Regions from separate parts of the Pan troglodytes genome. Here region 1 is linked to region 2. A link is a contact called in public HiChIP or PLAC-seq data. All regions are on one chromosome and are shown on one strand. Each heading gives the region's core, a stretch centred on a gene start, on an enhancer-like site or on the middle of the called end of the contact. The rest is flanking DNA. Distances are from core to core; before and after follow the strand shown.

Region 1 (2,975 bases), core at 402-2,901, 280 kb before region 2:
TGGGAAGCTCCAGCCAGCTACAAGCCAGCTGCTGTCCAGAGGCGCGGCACTGCCACATGGTGGACACTGGTGGTACTGAGGTCCAGCCTTCCAATTAGGAACCCTGTCGCCTAGATCTAATAGTCTCTCTTGACAGCCCCCATCATCTAAACAGAGGGGAGATGAGCAAAGTGGAGTAAAGACACATTTCCAAATCACACCCACTTCCCCCACAGCTTTCTCCCCATCAAGCTTCTTGGAGAAATTGGGGCATAAGGAGAAAAGCTAGCATGAGGCCCACCTTCATGAATTCAAGGTGGAGGGGTCTGGGTCCTCCCCCATTTAAAGCCAGTGAGGACTGGGTGTGGTGGCTCATGTCTATAATCCTAGCGCCTTGGGAGGCTGAGGTGAGAGGATCGCTTGAGCCCAGGAGCTTGAGACCACCCTGGGCAACACAGCAAGACCCTGTCTCTACAAAAGAATAAAAAATAAATTAGCCTGTGTGGTGTGGTGTGGTGTGGTTGGTGTGGTGGCACGGACCTGTAGACTTAGCTACTCTGGAAGCTGAGGTGGAAGAGTCTCTTAACCCAGGAGGTCGAGGCTGCAGTGAGCTGTGATCAGGCCACCACACTCCAGCCTGGATGACAGAGTGAGACCCTGTCTCAAAAACATAAAAAATAAAATAAAAAATAGGTCAGGTGCGGTGGCTCATGCCTGTAATCCCAGCACTTTGGGAGGCCGAGGCGGGCAGATCATGAGGTCGGGAGATGGAGACCATCCTGGCTAACACAGTGAAACCCCGTCTCTACTAAAAATACAAAAAACTAGCCGGGCGTGGTGGCGGGCACCTGTAGTCCCAGCGACTCGGGAGGCTGAGGCAGAAGAATGGTGTGAACCCGGGAGGTGGAGCTTGCAGTGAGCCGAGATTGTGCCACTGCACTCCAGCCTGGGCGACAGAGCGAGACTCAGCCTCAAAAAATAAAATAAAATAAAATAAAATAAAATAAAATAAAGACAGTGAGAAAATGTGGTCAGGAGGGCTGAGACTGGGAACCAAGACTGCTGTATTTGCCTTGCTTTGTTGTCAAAAGCTCTTAGAGCTCCCATTTTCTACCCCCATTAACAGGCCTGAAGGGTGGTGCGGTGGCTCACGCCTGTAACCTCAGCACTTTAGGAGGCTGAGGCAAGTGGATTGCTTGAGCCCAGGAGTTCAAGACCAGCCTGGGCAACATAGCGAGACCCTGTCTCTGTGGGAAATTTAAAAATTAGCCAGGTGTGGTGGTGCGCACCTGTAGTCCCAACTACTAAGGAGGCTGAGGCAGAAGGATTGTCTGAGCCCAGGAATTCAAGGCTGCAGTGAGCTATGATTGTGCCACTACACTCCAGCCTGAACAACAGATTGAGACCTTACCTCAGTAAAATAAAATAAAATTTAAATTTTAAAAATTTAAGAAAAAAAGGAGGCCTGGCACTACTTCTAGGATGCCCCAAATTTAGGCAACTCTCACAGTCCCTTGAAAGAGAAGTGGCAGCTGGGTATAGGCCCTCCCAAGTGTCATGCCCCCTGACAGTCCTGATGGACTCTGCCCTGTGTAAGATTGCATCACCACCACCACCACCTCTCTGGGCTTCCCCAGACATCACAGGAACACGTTCCCTGCCCCAACCCCCGCCGGCTCTGGCCCTCCTCCACATCATGCTCCACATCATGCTCCAGGCCAACTGGACTCTGGGCGGCCAGCACAGGCAGGGTCAGGGGGTGACTTCTGTGCCTCGTGGCACTGCCACCTGGGCCTGAGCAAGAGGGCTCCATTCTCCTACCTGCCCAAACCCTCATCCCTGTCCTAGCCCCAATGCTAGAAATAAAGAGACCAGAATTTTCCTTCTGGCCTAAGGGCCCCAGAGAAATACCCACTGGAACTCACAGCTGCCTCATGGAAACTGCTGCAGCAGTGGTGAAGCTAGAAAGACTAGAGGTATGAGGGAAAATTGCCCTTCCCCACCTGGCTCATAAGGCGTTCCCTCCCCCAAGTCCCAGACCTTGGGGACTGAGCATGTGAAATCATCCTCTTTCTTGCATCATGCGTGTCCACATTGCATCCCCCCACCCCCATACCCCTACTTCAGGCCCAGTCACCATGGCCAGATGGTGAAACCTGAGCTGGTGGGGAGGAGGACCTCCACCCCCTGCAGGGGCCTGATGGGCAGCACAGCTGGCCAATCCTGGGACTCAGAGGGTAGGTCGGCTGGCTGACCACTAGGTTTGGAAGCCCCAGGCAGCTGGCTCTAAAGAGGCCCCAGGTCAGTAGCCAGACATGAGCTGTGAGGGTCAAGCACAGCTATCCATCAGATGATCTACTTTCAGCCTTCCTGAGTCCCAGACAATAGAAGACAGGTGGCTGTACCCTTGGCCAAGGGTAGGTGTGGCAGTGGTGTCTGCTGTCACTGCGCCCTCATTGGCCCCCAGCAATCAGACTCAACAGACGGAGCAACTGCCGTCCGAGGCTCCTGAACCAGGGCCATTCACCAGGAGCATGCGGCTCCCTGATGTCCAGCTCTGGCTGGTGCTGCTGTGGGCACTGGTGCGAGCACAGGGGACAGGGTCTGTGTGTCCCTCCTGTGGGGGCTCCAAACTGGCACCCCAAGCAGAACGAGCTCTGGTGCTGGAGCTAGCCAAGCAGCAAATCCTGGATGGGTTGCACCTGACCAGTCGTCCCAGAATAACTCATCCTCCACCCCAGGCAGCGCTGACCAGAGCCCTCCGGAGACTACAGCCAGGGAGTGTGGCTCCAGGGAATGGGGAGGAGGTCATCAGCTTTGCTACTGTCACAGGTGGGTGAGGGAGAGAGCAACAGGCAAAGAGCAGACAGGGAAAGGGAGGCAGAAGGGGAGCCTGGCAGGAGCAGCAGAGGGAGTGGGGTGTGGCAGGAGAAGGAGGAGCTGGGGCAGGGACTGGTTGCAGAGGACACAAAACAGTCTCTACTTTTTTAGAGGTA
Region 2 (2,728 bases), core at 124-2,623:
TGCTCCCAGAGTTCAGCTGAGGCTGGAAGTGGGGTCCTGGGCTTCTCTGGGAGCAATTTTCTAGTCACTCTGATCAAGGACATTATTTTCCCAGAAAGCTCTGAGGCTGAGTCCCTCTGAAATCAAGTCCTTTCTCCTGTCGCACAATGCAGCTACTCGCTCCGCTTCAGGACTCCTATTCTTTGCCCCAATCCTTGGCAGAGGAGTGAGCTTGGTTCATCCGCCCACCCCAGAGAAAAGCTTCCCTAGTTTCCTGGACCTCGCTCCTCCACCCCAAGCTGAGCATTCCAGGTACCCTTCCCTCCCTGTTCTCAAGCCCTGACTCAACTCACTAGGGGAAGCGCGGAGCTCGGCGCCCAGCAGCTCCCTGGACCCGCTGCCAGAAGACAGGCTGGGGGGTCCGGGAAGGGGCCCGGAGCCAGGAGGCCCTCCTGTGCTCTTGGTGAAGATGCCGCTGATAAACTTGAGCATCTTGCGGTCACGAGTGGATGCTCGGCCCCCCTCCCGGCCCCGTTTCAGCCCCGGAGCTGGAGGCTCCAGAGTGATTGGAGGTGCAGGCCCGGGGGGCTGCGCGGAAGCAGCGGTGACAGCAGTGGCTGGACTCGGAGTTGGTGGGAGGGTTAGCGGAGGAGGAGAGCCGGCAGGCGGTCCCGGATGCAAGTCACTGTTGTCCAAGGTCTTACTCTTGCCTTTCCGAGGGGACAACTTCCCTCGGGCTCCAGCCCCAGCCCCGACCCCACCAGAGGTCGAAGCTGTAGCGCCCCCTCCCCCGGCGGCGGCAGCGGTGGCGGCGGCAGAGACCGAAGCTCCAGTCCCAGCGCTGCTCTTTGACCCCTTGACCCTGGGCTTGCCCTCGCTTTCGGGCCATGACAGGCGGCTACCCGCGCCCTTGCCCCCGCCGGCTTTGGCTCCACTCGTGGTCACGGTCTTGCAAGGCTTGGGAGCCGGCGGAGGAGGCGCCACCTTGAGCCTCCGGCTGCCAGTGCCAGGGTGCGGAGAGGATGAGCCAGGGATGCCGCCGCCCGCCCGGCCTTCGGGCTCCGGGCCGCCCCAGCTCGGGCTGCTGAGTAGGGGGCGCCGGGAGGAGGTGGGGGCGCCCCCAGGCTTGGGGTCGGGGCTCAGTCCCCCGGAGAGCGGGGGTCCCGGAGGGACGGCCCAGAGGGAGAGGCGGCGGCCGGGAGCGGGGGAGACTGGGCGGGCCGGACTGGCCGGAGCCGGGGACAGGGCTGGGGGCTCCGCGCCCCCGGTGCCCGCGCTGCTCGTGCTGATCCACAGCGCATCCTGCCGGTGGAAGAGACGTTCGTGCCGCTTCTTGCCCGGCTCCTCCGCGCCTCGGGGGCTGCCAGGATCCCCAGTCTCGGAGCCTCTGGCACCGGCGGCGCCGGCCGCGGCCGCAGACGGAGAAGGCGGCGGCGGAGGCACCGACTCGAGCTTAACCAGGGTCAGCGAGATGAGGTAGGTCGTTGTCCGGCGCTGAAGCGCGCCCGCGCCCCGGCTCATGGGGCCCGGAGACCCCCGAGCTGGGGAGGGGAGGGGACTCCCCCGGACTGCCTCAGGGGGGCCCGGCCATGGGGCCGCCCTGCTCGCTGCCCCCAGCCCCCGGACCCCGCTGAGCCCCCGGCCCGGCTCCGCTGTCGCCGCCGCCTCCGCCGCCTCCGCTTGCGCCCCCCTCCCATCACATGGGGCGCCCCCTCCCCATGCTCCCCGCCCTGCGCCCCCACCCTCTTGGAGCCCCGGGACCTTGGTGCTGCTCCAGGGAGGCGCGCCGGACCGTCCACCCCGGCCTGGGTGGGGGCGCTGAGATGGGTGGGGGAGGGAGGGGAGGACAGTAGTGGGGGCAAATGGGGGAGAGAGAGGAAAAGGGAGCAGAAAAGGGGAGCGGAGGCTAGGGGAAACGAACCTGTGCGGGGGAGGCAGGGGCGGGGAATTGGGACTCAAGGGACAGGAGCCGCGGATGCGGTCGGAAAGAGGGTCTAGAGGAGGGTGGGAAGCTAGTGGGGCTGGCCGTGCGGGGGATTCGCAGGGGCGCGGGGAGGATGCTGGGGATGGAGATACAGGAGGCGGCGGGGGAGGAAAGAGGGAACGGGAGGTGGGTGGGAACCCACGGGTCTGGGGTCTGGGAGGGGAGGGGCGTGAGATCCGGGCGAAGAGTCCGGGGGCCTCGCCTGGGCTCGGCTTGGTCCGGATGCGCGCTGTGTCCGGGCGCTCCCCTCACATTGAGGAGGAGGCGGCCCCCAGGCCCCCCCACCCTATCTCCCCCCCACCTTTTCTCCACCAGCACCGATGTCTGCGAGGGCGGTGCAAAATCCAGGGCTGGATTTCTCTCCCAAATCCTGGGCTGGATTTCCTGGGACTTGGACTCACCTCCTCCAACAACCTAGCCCCCTCCTCTCGCGCACCAAGGTTAGGAAGCGCGATTGTGAGGTATGGCATTTAGGGATAAGGGTGAAAATCGATCTATTGGGTGGACAGGGGCCGCGGTAAACAGAGCAAACCCAGGGTCACTGCCAATTCTGGGGAAGATGAAGTGGGAAAGTGGGGGCCCTGAAATCCCTTCCCCCAGGATCTCTTGTCTCCCCCAGGTACCTGGAAGGTTCCCGTTCTCATGACCCAGCTCCCTTTCCCACTCACACCACCACATTTAATACTTTGACGAGGCCAAGACTTGAGCTCGACTGTCCCAAAGTGAACTTGGAAAATGTTCCCCAGGGATGGGGACAAACATGGA

The links. HiChIP or PLAC-seq counts read pairs in DNA pulled down with a chosen protein or histone mark.
Region 1: an H3K4me3 HiChIP or PLAC-seq map of stem cell-derived excitatory neurons shows a contact between it and region 2, with 4 times the contacts expected there. The contact joins the promoter of INHBE here to the promoter of TSPAN31 in region 2. A contact is called at or near these places in 1 of 7 Hi-C or Micro-C datasets (stem cell-derived neural progenitor cells) and 1 of 1 datasets of contacts at active chromatin or transcription factors (stem cell-derived excitatory neurons).

What each region holds. Positions count from the first base shown.
Region 1 is chr10:38,575,418-38,578,392 of NHGRI_mPanTro3-v2.0_pri, reverse strand. It overlaps INHBE (inhibin subunit beta E), which reads left to right and starts at 1,651. Exons shown (of 2, transcript XM_509161.8): 1 at 1,651-2,811. The coding sequence starts at 2,514.
Region 2 is chr10:38,292,826-38,295,553 of NHGRI_mPanTro3-v2.0_pri, reverse strand. TSPAN31 (tetraspanin 31) reads left to right here and starts at 1,373. Exons shown (of 6, transcript XM_009425033.5): 1 at 1,373-1,455. The region is part of intron 1 of AGAP2 (ArfGAP with GTPase domain, ankyrin repeat and PH domain 2); the gene reads right to left.